Regions from separate parts of the Oryzias latipes genome. Here region 2 is linked to region 1. Evidence: chromatin contacts called from public Hi-C data. All regions are on one chromosome and are shown on one strand. Each heading gives the region's core, a stretch centred on a gene start, on an enhancer-like site or on the middle of the called end of the contact. The rest is flanking DNA. Distances are from core to core; before and after follow the strand shown.

What was found. A called contact is a pair of places that touch in the nucleus more often than the background predicts.
Region 2: a Hi-C map of embryo shows a contact between it and region 1, with 6 times the contacts expected there. The contact joins the promoter of paqr3 here to the promoter of prdm8 in region 1. A contact is called at or near these places in 4 of 5 Hi-C or Micro-C datasets (embryo and gastrula embryo).

Annotation. Positions count from the first base shown.
Region 1 is chr9:32,458,657-32,463,227 of ASM223467v1, forward strand. prdm8 (PR domain zinc finger protein 8) reads right to left here and starts at 2,553. Exons shown (of 4, transcript XM_004072846.4): 1 at 2,208-2,553; 2 at 259-483; 3 at 1-140. The coding sequence starts at 477.
Region 2 is chr9:32,735,295-32,740,115 of ASM223467v1, forward strand. paqr3 (progestin and adipoQ receptor family member 3) reads left to right here and starts at 3,518. Exons shown (of 7, transcript XM_020706365.2): 1 at 3,518-3,719.

The sequences.
Region 1 (4,571 bases), core at 1,303-3,802:
ATGCGTCGAAGTGAGCGATAGAAGAGCTGCCCGTTCTTCACGTAGGCCTCCAGGTTCTGCTCCTCCTTGTCCCGAGCGGACTGGACCAGCCGCAGCCACATCAGACCCTCCGAGGTGCTGTTGGCCGCGGACGTGTCCACCTGCGCGCGCGCAAACAAAGGCTCACTTTTATATTTCCATAAATGTAAAAAAAATCTGGTTTTGATTTTTCCCTGAAAGAAATTAAATTACTCGAGACAAGAAGTCGTTCGGACTCACCCTGAAGATGTACGGAGCCGCGCGCTTGTCGGTGGACTTGAGCGCGAGGAAGGCGATGCTGTCGTACATGGACGTGTGGCTGAGCGCGCACGGCCCGAAGATGGCGTGCGCGGGGATGTCGCACGTGGTGAAGACGCTCGTGAAGATGTCGGTGAGACACTGCTGCACCGCTTTGGCGTCCCCGTCCCAGACCAGCTTCTGAGAGCCGGACTCCTCCATGTCCCACTGCGGGCGCGAGACACGCACACGTGAGCGCGCGGCTTTCACAGTGACCACATACACCAAATAAAGCGGCAAAACTGAGGAACCGTAACCCCTAAATGCTCTTTAGAATTCTTTTTCCTGCCTTTACTCCTGATCCTTCAATCAGGTTTTATTCGTCATTTTAATCTGTTTCAATGGGATGAAGTTATTATACATAATTATTATTGTTGTGGTTATTATAATTATTATTATTATTATTTTATTATTATTATATATTTTTTATTATTATTATTATTACTATTTAACATTATTATTATTTAACATTTTTTTTTATTATTTAACATTATTATTATTATTATTATTATTATTATTATTATTATTATTATTATTATTATTATCATCATCATCAGTATCCTAAGTAGTAGTAGTAGTATTAATATACCAATAATATGTTGCTGTTTTTAAAGGACACATACTGCTTGACCTGTTAATGTGAACATTAACCTATTTTTAAATAATGTTAATTTGTAAATTAGAAAAAGTGTCACTAACATTCCTCGTGGAAGCTCCTCTTCAGCCAAAACTCCCAAAATCCCCGTAAGACTTCCACTTTTAACGAGAATGTGCAGTTTGAAAAATGAAAAGGAAATATTCTGAGCGCGCGCTCCTCCGCACTTTTAATTTGCCAAAGCTCAATAGTCACATTTAACCGGAGAGTCCGGCGGCTTCCCGCCGCCATAGCCTCTTTAGGAACGCACGCACGCGGCAGCGCGTGGCTCCTCATTACCATAATCTCCACTTTTCCTCTGAGACTGTAATTAAAGCAGCACGAGCGGCTTATTATCACCGCTGAGTGCGTGTTCACGCGGCACAAGTGCGCGCGAAAACACGCTCCTCCTGGCTAGAATACACCAACACACTAATAATAATAATAATAATGATAATTTAAAAAAGAATAGTAATAATAACAACAATAATAATGAGGGCCTCGCTGCCTTGGAGGCGTTAAAGTCACGGCGCCGCCAGTTAACAGCCAATAAAATAAATGTGAGCATGAAAAAATAAAGCAGTGAGCGTTCCGGGCCTGAGCCGCCGCGCGTCTTTACGCACCCGCTCCTTTGAATGCAGCTCCAAAAACACGAAAACCAGAGGATTCACCGGTGCAACAGGAACGGGATCATACCGATAAAATTTTTAATTTTTTAATCAAATATACTTGTTGGCATAAAATAAGACCAAAGACAAATGAGGAGAAGCGACGCTTCGGCTGCTCAGGCTCCTCTTTTTATTTGATTCTTTATGAATCAATGTTGATGCCGTGGATCCTAACTAAACTGGAATATTTGTACCTGAAGATGATCCATTTTTCTTGAGGTTTGTGTGATTTAGTGCAGCTGAGCCTTTCTTTAGGACCGCTGCAAACCTGAACGAGCTTTCAGAAAGCAGCTTCCATTCGCGCTCCGTGAGGACGGAACCGACCCAGACGCGGTTCGCAGACACGGACCCTGTTATAATGAAGGTTCTGTGTCCATAAAGTGCTCCTTCAGAGGCAGGCCGAGTGGGTGGGGGATGCTACACCCATATGCTACAGCGGTGCCAGGCGCTCTAAATCAGCGCCGCGGAGCCACATCTGCGCCTTCTCTCCCCTCCGCAGACGCACAGCCTTTAGCGCTCGCAGGACGAACGAAACTCAACCCAGAAATCCTCCAAAACTATCCCGAATCGCGCGTTTGGGCTTCACCTACCTCTGCGTCGACCAGGATGAGCAATAATCCACAAACGGTTGGAGAGCGCAGCTGCGGCGCAGAACCGTCAACAGTCCCGGGAAGAAGCAGCAACTACAATACGGCTCCGGAATCAAGCTGGGGGCTCGGTGGAGGTGGCGGGGCGCTCCCGGGTTGGCCCAGAATCAGTTCATGCCCCCCCCCGGCGCGGTGAAAGTGACAGTGCTGCGGCAGAGGCTCGCCGACGCTGGCGGGGCGGACGGATGAAGGTAGACAGAGGAGCAGACGCAGGCGCACAGATGGGGCCGCAGCTCTGGCTGACTGGCGCGCAGACACACACTTTTTGTTTGCGGCACATAATCTACCCAATGAGGCGTGTCACTCTCCGTCTCCTCCCTTTAACTCTTCCCTGCCCGACTGTCATTAGATGCGATTTATGGACACGGAGGGATAAAGAGCCCCCCTCCCCCCGAACACCTCCTCCCATTATTATTGTAATTCAAATCACAGAAGTTGGTGGTTGTATTGGAGTAAAGTGACATTCAGCCGGTGGGATGCTGGGAAAAAATCTTGAGTTCGATTAATATTGATCACAAAAATAACAAAAATAATAATTATAATATTTTAACATTTAGACGAAATACTTTTAGAAATAAATTAAATGTAAAAAATTAGAAAGGAAAAAACATAAAATGTTTGTCTAAAATCCTGCCCCGCCTGTGATTTAGTTTGCTTTCTTTTTTTGGCTCTTTTTTTTCCTGGGGGGTGGGGGGTGTGTGTGTGTGTCAGGAAATCAATCCCGCGGCGGTGTGCGCTCTGCGTGCGGTCAGACGGACCGCGCGCCCGGCGCATCTCTGCTGCCTGCAGTGTGCTCACGGCCACATAGGGGGCGCCAGAGTACCATTTGCTGACGTTGGAGGCACATATTTTGATGCAGACGGACGACCGTTCAGGGTGGACCCTGACCCCACCTGTGACCCCCACCTGTGACCCCCACCTGTGACCCCGTCAGGACAGAACAGGTGAAGAAGGGAGCTGCAGAGGAGAACTTTCCCTTGAACCTTTATGGCATCTGTGCGGCAGAAACCGAATTTAAGATGTAAGGACTTTTTATTCTGGACATCAACAAGAAAACAGATTTCTGCATCCAAGAGCTGAAAGTGATGAGACTGTTTCAGATTAAACGGATCCGTGACGCTTTGTAGTAAATCTGATTCCCGCTGCTGTGTTTTCCTCCTGAAAATGATTCAATTAAAAAAATTGAATTTTTGCTACACAACAAAAATCCACTTGGATCTTTTTTCTCACCACATTTTTTTGTTTGACTAGAAACAAAGAACAAATGTTTGCAAAATGTAAAAGCTTAGCGAAGAACCAAACGAGTTGCAGAGACTCACACTTTTCCTATAAAGCTTCACACAAACAGCAACTGTCAGCTTCATCACCAAAAAGCAGTTTCAGCCTCGGAGGAAACAGTTGGACTGCAGAGCGAGACAGAAGTGATGCTGACAGGTCTGCAGACAATCAGCTCCTCTTCATCTGCTTCCAATTTCAAATCTCCTTTTTGAATAACTAATTCATAATAACCATGATTCCTTTTTGCTAAAGACGGCAGCATATTAAGGACAAAGCGGAGTGTAAATCCTCAGAAACATTCTGGCCTCACGGAGGAAAAAACAGTTTTGTTTGCACAGAGCTGCAGGTTTTTCCGGTCATCACATGAACACAAAATGATTTATGATGAAATTACAAAATCCATTGACAACTTTCATATTTTTTCCTCCTAAAAACCCAAATGGTAAATGCGGTCCACGGGTTTCTTTGGTATTTGGTGAGTGTTAAAACGACGAGGCTGTTTTCTCTGAGAGCTGCGGACAGCCAGACGCAGATCTGATGGTTTCTGGGAGGCAAAAACAGACGTTCGTCATCACCTCTTCGTCCGTCTTTACGCCGTCGTTTAGGGATTTCTGGTGCAGAAAACATGACTGAGGGTTCATTTTTTTATCTTTGAAAAGAAAGTAATTGACCATAAATGACAATAACCAGTGGAGGGACTGTCTCTTCATTTGCCCTTGTACCTAATGTTATGGTGTGGTATGTATAAGTAATGTTTTCATCTGGTTCTTTTATTCAAACCCTTTTAATGAATTATTTTTTGATGAACTATTGTAATTTTTCGTGCTTCTTAACTTGTGTTGTCTTGACACTGTGCCTCTTTAATGTAGCGGGTCTGTGTACTCATCTATTTATCTATCTGTCCGTCTATGGTGAACGATGTGAGATGCTGGGAATATTCAAACACTGACTCATTTTTAGTATTTGGAAGGTGAACAGACCTTTTTCCAGTCCAGGTTTCTGTGGATGAATCATGGAAAACATCAGTTA
Region 2 (4,821 bases), core at 2,268-4,767, 280 kb after region 1:
AACACACGTGCACGGGGAGAACGTGCACACTCCACACAGAAAAGTCCCAGTCGGGATTCGAACCATGGCCTTTCAGTGAAAGGCCAGAGTGGTGAGCACTGCACCACTGTTCCTAGAATTCATGCCTTCTTGGATAGCAATATACATATTTTTAATTTTTTCAATTCATCTGGACCACCAGTTGTTGCAGAGGTGGAGCGGTCGTCCTCTGATCCAAAGATCAGGCTTGGTTCCCGCCCTGTGTGAGAATGTGTGTGTGTGTGTGTGAGAGAGGGTGTGTGTGTGTGTGAGAGGGTGTGTGTGTGTGTGTGTGAGAGAGGGTGTGTGTGTGTGTGAGAGAGAGGGTGTGTGTGTGTGTGAGAGGGTGTGTGTGTGTTTGTGTGTGTGTGAATAGCTGAATGGAAGTCTGGTAAAAAAGCATTAAATTAGTTTTTATCATGAATAAAACTTTAGAAATCTTCCATCAAACTTAGATTATTTGTTGTTACAAAATTTCTTTTAGGTTTTTTTTTTCTCTGAGAGGCAAATAAAATCCAAATGTTCCAAAAATCTGAGTTTTTTTTCTCTTTGTGATTTGCATGAACCCCAAAAAGACACTCTTGTTCCCTCATCCGTGTTTCAAACATCGTCTCTCCTTCTATGGAGTCACGTTTGTGCCATTATTCCAAGAACGACTCTCACGGTTTTCAGCGTCAGACTTAAAAACTTTGTCTTCTCAAAGTCTTCTTTTGCACTTGAAACGTAAAAATCAGTCCTGCTCCTCCAGGAGATTCCTGCTGGTTTTTGGACACATTTCTGTCTTCATGCTCATTGTCACGAATGTAAAAACCTTCAGGATTATTCAGACTTCTGACGCCTCGGAGGATTTCAGGCTGAGATCTGAAAATGCACAAACCAACACAATCCACACCTTCAGGAAACTTTGTCATTTATAGCTCATTTTACAGCAGTCTGAGATCCTGCAGGTGCTCAGAAAAGAGTTCAGTGAGGTGAAAGTCGTCTTCATTGGGTTTGAATCCCAACTTTACACACATAATTGAAGTGCAAAGGCTTGTTCTAGTGTCTCTTTAAAGTCATCTTCAGACTAACATGGAGTCAGTGAAGTGAACTGCGGACCTCAGTGATGCTCGTCTGGATGTTCTGGTTCTGGCCGTGCTGCTGCGTTGTGGACTAACTGGAGACGGTTCAGTGACACCAAAGTACAGAGAACTACGATCATTTATGCCAGAGGGAATCGTGGCCTCCAGCCCTACTTTACATCATCAACGCACTCTAAACGTTCTTTGAGCCCCTTTCACCCAAACTGAGGGGCGGATCTATCTGCAGATGATCTGCGTAACAATGAAAAGACGTCCTGTTGAGCAACAACAGCAGCAGGACCCAGGATAGACCCCTGGGGAGCCCCACGGGACAGAGGGGCCACCGATGAGCAGGCCTCACCAATCCTGACAGAAAAACCTGTCCCTGTCAAACGGGACTTCAACCAGTCAAATGTGATGTTCTGGTCGAGACAGGAGAACCGTGTGGTCCAGAACCAGCTGCCTGAACGGACACAACGGCGTCACTGTGGACCTACAGCGGGGCGGAGCCTGATGCTGGAGCAGGATCCGCGGTTCTGAAGTCTTTCTAAATGTGGGTGGAGTCAGATGTGTGACGTCTGGTGTTTGTGCAGCAGAGGAAAGATGAAACTTTCTGTTTCTGTCTGATCGGCTCTCCTGGAGGTTTTCCAAAAGGGTTTGAGTTCAAAATGGCTTTTCAGAGGGTTTCCTTCCTCTGTGCCTGCAGGAGGAGCAAAGAGCGCCGTCGGCTTCATGCATGGAGGCCTGCAGAGAGTCCTCCCAGAAAACAGAGGGGAAGGGGGGGTGGGATCGACCGTGTGAGGAGCTGAGGCCGCCTCAGACCACTGTCAGCATCCCGCCAGAGTGGCGAGCGACAAGCAGACAGCAAACAAACACGGCTCTGAGCTGGAGTGAACGTCGGCTCACGCCGCAGACGTGACACGTGAAGCCCCCCCCTCTGCCCGGGGCGGGGACACCCGTCCTTCCTCTGATGGCGGTCCTCACAAACTGTGGCGCAGACGCAGAGGACACGCTCGTCTCCAGCAGACGTCTCGTGGCGGCCGCTATAAATAAAGCCGATGAGAGCAGCCGGCCACCGACAAGCACACGCCGCCGCGAGGCCGCGTGAGCGTCGCAGAGGCCCCGTCGTCTCCTGGCAAAGCAGGAAGCATGTGAGCTTTAGACGGACAGCGAAGCTTTTATTCAGGCCGAGCCCAGCAACAGGTCAAAGGTGAAGGACGGGTGGAAGGCTGTTGCATCAGGGTGACCTCCATGACCTCCAGTCCATTTAACATTAGTGATGTAAGCAACATGTGAGGTTAGTGTGGGGGGGTCATTGGTCCCAGCTGGGCCCAATAAAACCTGAGAAAGCTGCTCTATGTTTCATACTTCTGTACAGGAAGAGCTTCACATGACAAGCTGATGTCATGAAGAAACCCCCCCATCCAGAACCCCCCCCTCAGATCCAGACATTCGTCAGCGCCGAGTCAGAGCGGAGACGGGCGCCGCTGGAGCGGAGGAGATTTTGTCTAAAGGGGACCGTGAGCGAAGGAGCTCTGATCTCCAGCATGTTTCTTCTCAGCAGACACCCCTGCTCTGATGTTGCTGCACCACTAATGTTTGGTTGGGGGGTGAGGGGCTGTAAGCTAGTGGGAGGAACTGTAACCAAAGGGATGATGGGAAATGAGTACCATGTTGCTACAGTCCCGCCCACAACTCAGAGATGAACTCCTGCTGCTCTGCAGAAACTACGTCCTAGAAAACCACCCAGGTTTTTGGAAATGGCTGAAAATGACATCATCATCATTAAAAGACGACTGGGAACGGTTTGGAAACAGATCAGAAGATGATCGAAACAAGACTTTAAGGAGCAATTTTAGTCAAAGGTAAAAGTCAAAAGTTTGGGTATAAATAAAACTTTAACACAAATAAAAAAGTCCAAAAGCCTTTTTTCAAACTGCAGATTAAGACAAAAACATCCAGTCGGCATACATGGAAGCTCTAGTTGAAGCATTCATCACACGATGGAGATCCTCGTTCCGCTCTGGTCTTCTCTTTCCGTGAAGAAAAGAGGCTGAAAGTGACCCGTTTTTCTTTGCAGCTGGATTTAAATCCTCTTTTGATGGTTTGTAGATTTACCAAAAATGACTCAGCAATCCCAAAAGGGAATAAAGTGGGTTTGGAAGATGGGGAGTAAAACGCCTTATTTTGATCTAAATGTTGTTTTTTGTCATTTTAACCATTTAAACCAAAAGGCATTAACGTTGTGCTTCTTTATCAGTGAAGGCTCCTGATGAACTAAAACTGTTATTTCTGAAATGTCATTTTTGTCTTCATCTACATATATGTTGTTAAAGTTTTAAACCTGCTCTGAAAATGAGCTAAAAATCTATATTTTAAATATCTCATTGATTTCATCTAAAAGACCAGCCAAAGGAAACGTTCTGTTCTTTTTATTCAGGCAGTGTTTGGGGACCTTCCGGGGTCCTCCAGAGGTGATGACGCTTTTTCTGAGACAAAGACGCGAACCCAAAACTTTTTGAACAGATGAATAGATGATCCTTTTTTATGTTTTTTTTTAACTTGTTGAAAACAATGTAAACCTCCGAATAGACGACGGAAGCCGAGCAGGTGATTCCTGAGAGCAGAAACTATTAACAGGTGAGATTTTCCGACATTCGCCTGATCGGCAGAGATTCCAAAACGCTTTTTTGTGCCTAAAATATCCTTTCCGGTAAAGTTCTGCGCGCTGAACGGCGGCTAGATCCTTCGGTGGGTTGGTCACGTGGTGCCCTGCTTTTAATCGGCTCCTAGATGATCACGTCGCTGGGGAAGAAGCCGTCCTGACCGTTTCTGCGATCCACGTCTTTCATTGGCTGATCTACTTCCGGTATCTAGAGACAGAGGAGAGCCGCGCGCCTGTGTTCAAAACCTGAAGTCCGAGAACGGGGTTCCGGTTTCCCAGTGATTGAAGCGTTGCTGAAACCGGGACACGTTGGTCTTCAGCATCAGTGATGATGAGGGTCTGCTTCTTCTTCTTCGCTGAGGAGGAAGCAGACCCAGAATTGACCCGGGGTCAGTGGCGGTTCTACACTAATTTACTCCCTGGGCGAGTAACCCCACCAGCGCCCCCCCCCCCCCCCCCCCCCCCCCGCGCACACATACAACATCCTGTTGTGTTCCCTATCTTCTATTTAGCCATTTTACTCAAAAAATGCATGAATTTTCTAGACTCGTATTACAGGGGGGTCAAACTCAGTCACACAGGGGCCTAAGTTAAAAACACGCTTAAGGTTTTGAGCCGAAGAAGATAAAGATTTACTGAACTACACACTAAAGCTAAACTTTTAAACCTTTTACACTGAACTTTTTGAACATAAATATGAATAAAAACAGGAACATTAATCCAGAATAACTCAAGTTAAACCTTAAATAACTTGTAATATTTTGTTCTCCATTTAAATATATTCTGTCAACATTATACAAATATGAACATGCTGCAGGACAAAAAACAAAGAAAGCCTGGAAATATTAATAAGAAATTACATATCAAATAATTCCATTTTTTTGCTCTTTCATCATTTTTTAGAGCATTTTTTTTTAGAGCTGGACTCCTGCTTCATTTTTAGCAATAATTTCTTAATGTGTGACGTCCTGTGTGTGTCTTTGTGAAACATAACAGAGGGATTAGATCTAAAAAATAAAACTTATTGTGATTAATATGTTTAGGTCTTATAAAACATTAAAGACTAAATCATAGAAC